Regions from separate parts of the Ovis aries genome. Here region 2 is linked to region 1. A link is a contact called in public Hi-C data. All regions are on one chromosome and are shown on one strand. Each heading gives the region's core, a stretch centred on a gene start, on an enhancer-like site or on the middle of the called end of the contact. The rest is flanking DNA. Distances are from core to core; before and after follow the strand shown.

Region 1 (2,700 bases), core at 88-2,587:
CTGTTGTAGTGTAATGAGATGCATGGGAAGAACCTTTTCCTCTTTGCTGCATGAAATCATGTCTTCATGCATTGTCTGCAAATTTCTGCAGCCATCTTGAAACCCCAAGTGGAAGCATCACCAATATGCTGAGGCTGGCAAAGCACAAAGATGGACTAGTTGGTCTTTGGGGATCTGTAATGACCTCATTCAGACTCTGAGCTGATCTTAGACCACCTAGCTACTAGAAATCTTGTTTTGTGAGAAAATGACTGTCCTTAGGACTGATCTGTACTTTTATTTTCTTGTGATACATTGAATATTTGTTTGAAGGGGACTCATGAACAAACTCTCAACAGGGGAACACTTTCATATTTGTTTCTGTTTCCCCCTAGTCACAGAAGTATGAAATGAAAGGTGGTAAGAATGTGATCAAGATATAAGAATTCTTATTTGAATGTTGGATGTGATACCAAAGGTAAATTTTGTCAGCTTGAAAGACTCTGTGCTTAAGTACTGCTCAGTTTGGGAAGCTGAATCAAGCAGATAGTCATACAATAGAGCAACATCAAATATGATAACAGGCCAATTATTATTTATGATAAAGACAGAATACCACTTTTTTTAAGTTTTCAAATGCACCCTTATGGCTACTGAGTTCTATATGGCCAATTGCAAAAATAGTTTGTGTGTCTGTATCCTGTCATGGGGCTTCCCTGGTGGCTCAGTGGTAAAGATCCCACCTGCCAATGCAGGAGATGTGGGTTTGATCCCTGGTTTGGAAGATCACCTGGAGAAGGAAATAGCAACCCACTTCAGTATTCTTGGAGAAGGAAATGGCAACCCGTTCTGGTACTCTTGCCTGGAAAATCCCATGGACAGAGAAGCCTGGTAGGCTACACTTCATGGGGTCGCAATGAGTCGGACACGACTGAGAGGCTTCACTTTCACTTTCAGTATTCTTGCCTGGGAAATCCCATGGACAGTAGAGCTTGGAGGGCTATAGTCCATGGGGTTGCAAAGAGCCAGCCACAACTTAGCAACGATACAACAATCCTGTTATAACCTATTATTTTAGAGAAAAAAACTGATTGGCAGATTTTTTTTTACATCAATAGGGTGATTAAAGAGTCTCTAAAGTGCCAGAAAAAAAAATAATATGGTGCAATGGCTATTTGGCAGCCCCTGTACAGGATGTTACAACACATTTCCCAAACATTCTGTTGGTGGGAATCTTCCTGGCAACACAGAAGGACAGTGAGTTTGTTTCATGAGAAATGTGTGAACACAGTGGTTGTGGATGACCCAAGAGGCAGGGCACGGGGTGGAGATTAAAATGAAATGCTGTCACTAGACATTTATAGCAACAGAATTTGGCATCCTTCTCACCGTTCACAATGAGCTATGACGGGTAAGAGAAGTCACACGATCCATCAATTTGTAACGTGGAAATCCCTCACGTGAGAGAGTTGGAGAAGCAGCTCTGATTTTTCCTATGAGCTGACACAAGACTCAGGCTCACCCCCAAGCTGTTCATAAGCAAGACACACACAGAGAAGCAGGCAAAGCATTAAGAATGCAACTATAACCTATATACATAGATACACATCTAAGTCCCAGACCAACCCCAGAGTAGGACATGAACAGACAGATCCACACAGTATAGCAAAGTCTTTCAAAGCTGAACTAACGTGGGAATTACTTTCTGTAGGAGGTGAGCCAGAACTTGTGGTCTGAATCTCATTGGATCGGTTGCTTGTTAAAACAACAACAGAATAATCAGCATTATTCAGAGGATTTACTAGGACCCAGAACCTCACTTCTAGGTGTTTACCCAAGTGAAATGAAAACCTCTGTTGACAAAAAAACTGAAAAACCTCTACACCATTGTTTACAGCAGAACCTGGGACCAACTCAACACACTGTGGCACATTTATCAAACAGATGGCAAGTTAACAATTAAAAGGAAAGAAGTATTGATACAACAACACAGATGACTTTGAAAGGTATTGTGTGAAACGAAAGAAACGAGGTTCAAAACAGTACCTAATTCCTTTTAAGTAAAACCCTGGAGGAATTCCCTGGTGGTCCAGGGGCTAAGACTCTGCACTCCTAATGCAGGGGGGTAGGTTTGATCCTTGGTCAGGGAACTAGATCCCACATGCCGCAACTAAGAGTTACATGCCACAACAACAAAAAAAGTCCTGCATGCCACAACGACGATGGAAGATTTCCTGTGTCCCAACTAAGACTAGTGGAACCAAATAAAAATAAATAAATATTTTTTTTAAAAACTGAAAAAGGCAAAAATAGAGAGATGAGGAACCACTCTATTGGTTGCACGTTGATTCCTGGTCCTTTCCTGTGTTCTGCTGAGCCAGCTGATTGCTCTTTATTGCTGCCCTCCACTACCCGCCAGTGCCTGCAGCCCTCCTTTCACCAGCTTCTTCCATTTAAGTCTCTCCACCTTGCTACATCAGTTATCAATCATCCATTGGCTTTCATTTTGCAATATTATGTTGACACCTCTTAACTCCTGTTGTCATTTCTCCTTTCTCTCTAACCTTACGGATCTCTGGTCTTTTTTTTTTTTTTTTAACTGTTATTACAGTGGAGATTTAGGAAGAAACAGATAAAACATATTCAATCTTTCATGTTTACCCAACCCCTCCTTTAAGCAAGTCTACAACATAAATGTAGTTTAGGAAAAGGATATTACTT
Region 2 (2,700 bases), core at 161-2,660, 98 kb after region 1:
AAAGACCACATGGCTCTATGAGGTAGTAAATTTCTAAGATCATTGACTCAAGATACGGTGGGAGGGCAAATGATTTCAGAAAAAATTTGAGTCCATCATCATCCTTTAGCAGTTATTTAAATTGTTTCCATTACTTTTGCAACCAAATTTAACTTAGTCTTGATCTCAACCCTGTGAAACAGCCCAGGACTTCACAGAAGAGGGAAGAGACTCAGAGATTAAGTGACTTGTCCAAGATCACACAGCTTTTAGAGCCAGAGCCAAAACAAAGACATAGGGCTTCAGACTCCTGGCTTGAGTGTTCTTCCTAGTTCTGCGCTGGGTGTTAGAAGAGACCCCGTGCATAGGAAAGAGAGTCAAAAGGGCTCTGTTTCTAGGGGAGGGCCCCAGGCCAGAGAGTGCCAGACCAGCTTGACTGCTCTGTTCCCATCTCTGCAGCCTGCTGGCTGCCGTGTCATCTCCTTGAGAGCAGAGGGCTTAAAGATAATGGCTATTTCAAGAGCCACAAACTATGATTAGAATTAATTAGAATGTCAGAGGGCAGTGATAAGAAGTAATAACATTCTGGAGCCTCTGACAAGATGTGAAAGATGTTTACTAACCCTTCTCCAAACACAATTTGTCTTCTTTCTCAGGCTCACTTCTATAAAGCAGGGACGTGATCACACCACCTCCCAGGGCTATGAGGATCAAAGGAGACAATAAGGTAAAAGTGTTTTGAAAAGGTACACTAGTGTGTTTGTTCATTCAATTTAACCAACATTTACTGAGCATCTACAATATTCCAGAAACTATGTTAAGAAATGGAGGAAAACTAAGACAAACGAGAAACAAGGAGCCCAGAATTGCCATTACTCTCTCTCCTAATGCTTCTGTCTCTTTATCCCTCGTGTGTCTGTCTTTTTGTCTTAGGCTGTATGAGGAAAGGCTGACTCTCAGTCCTGTCCAATTCTCCAGCTAAGCGTTTCTGTTCCAGGGAATTCTTGCTAGGGCCCAAACTCTGGACCTCCATTGGACCAGCAGAGGGCTCCCTCTGCTATTGCTCATTCAGCAAATCATTAATTCACTTATTCTGAGCAGGCATGGTTCCAGGTGTTGTTCACAATGGTGAACAAGTGGACAAGGTCCTGCCCTCATGGACTTCACTGTCTACTGGTGAAGGCAGACCTTAAATTAACGTACAGATAAATATATATTCACAAATGATGGTGAGGGTGTTCTGAGACGGGGAGAGAGAAGTGGAACTCAATTTAGAGACTCTCAGCCTTCTAAACTCAGCCATGCATGTAGCCTGGGGAGGAGTCCTCCACGCAGAGGAGGGGGAAGGAACACAGTGTCTTCAAAGAACTGACAGAAAAGTGGCTCATCGGAGACCTGAGCAAGCAAGACAGCGGTACTCATGGAGCTGGAGGGAGAGGCGGGGCCGGACCACACTGGGCCTGTAGACTGAGAGAAGGGGTTCGGGTAAGTACAGTGAACTTCAGTGCCTTCTGCTCTCTTCCCAGTGCTGGTGAAGAAACGACTTGGGCTGTTCCACTAGTTCTGTCATCCCATGATGGTGACAAAAAGCTGGAGGTTAGTTAGAGAACAAACCATCAAAAAATTGCCAACTTTATCAATGTTATGTGCCAGCCTGGATGGGAGGGCAACTTGGGAGAGAATGGATACATGTACAGATATGGCTGAGTCCCTCTGTTGTTCTCCTGAAACTACCACAACACTGTTAGTCAGCTATACCCGAATACAAAATGTTTTTAGTGTTAAAAAAATTTAAATTAAAAAAAATTACAACAGTAATAAAATAGAACAATATATTGAAACAATATACTTTAGTAAAAAAAAATTGTCAACTTTAGCTCCTTTACTTTGGGTGACTAACCTCTAAACTCATCTAACCCAGAACCTATGAACTGGTGCGTGATACCAAAGGTTTTCGTCCCCACCCCTACACTGATCTACAGAAATAAATTAATCCAGTGGTCGTTGTGCATGTTGAACATGGACTCTCTAGTTTGCTCAGATGACTCACATCTTTGGCATGCAACTGAATCCATGTGCAACCAGCACAATGACCACTGGATTAATATCTGTAGAAGAGGAGGTAAGTGCGCATAAATAACAGTAATAAAGGGAAAAGATAATAACAGCCAAAAGACAGGTGGCAGAGATAGTATTGAAACAATAAAATTCTTTCAGTTACACATTACAGGTACCACTGGCGTTCCTTAGCTACGAAAACCAACATCATGAAGTAGTAAACTTCATGCAAGCCTGTCGGAGATTACAGGAAGTGAGGCCAAGCACCCATAGGTGCCCTCATGTCCTGCAAGGCAAATTAGTTAAGGAGGTAAATTGGTACTTTTGGTAACTTTCTAGAAAGAAAGTGGATCAAAAGCCTCAAAAGCCTCAAAAAAATTCACTTTGACCCAATAATTCCACTTTCAGAAATCTACACTAAAGAAAAAAAAAAAAGATTTTCTCAAAGATTAAAGATAAGAATTTTCATAAGGTCATTATACTATTATATCATGATTAGAAACAATTATCCAATCTGGATTATGTAATTATATTATGGTACATCCTCCTTATGTAATAGTATTTAAAGGACGTTTCTGAAGAACAGGCATGACTTTTGGAAATGTTCAAGACATCATTTTAAAGGAAGATGCAAGGTAAATTACAATACGATAGGATAAATGC

Evidence for each region. Hi-C and Micro-C count contacts between places; a contact is called where the count stands out from the background.
Region 2: a Hi-C map of mixed tissues shows a contact between it and region 1, with 2.6 times the contacts expected there. The contact joins the promoter of DNAJC5G here to the enhancer-like site in region 1. A contact is called at or near these places in 3 of 16 Hi-C or Micro-C datasets (mixed tissues, omental adipose tissue and tail adipose tissue).

What each region holds. Positions count from the first base shown.
Region 1 is chr3:34,254,579-34,257,278 of ARS-UI_Ramb_v3.0, forward strand. The region is part of intron 2 of LOC121819017 (a long non-coding RNA gene); the gene reads right to left. Among named protein-coding and RNA genes, the nearest start is that of PRR30, 37 kb to the left of the region's middle. Within about 2 kb of position 1,338, at least 11 of the 54 cell types and tissues checked have an H3K27ac peak or open chromatin away from gene starts, as enhancers often do. A contact at or near this core is called in tail adipose tissue, where this site is marked.
Region 2 is chr3:34,352,784-34,355,483 of ARS-UI_Ramb_v3.0, forward strand. DNAJC5G (DnaJ heat shock protein family (Hsp40) member C5 gamma) reads left to right here and starts at 1,411. Exons shown (of 6, transcript XM_027965777.3): 1 at 1,411-1,464.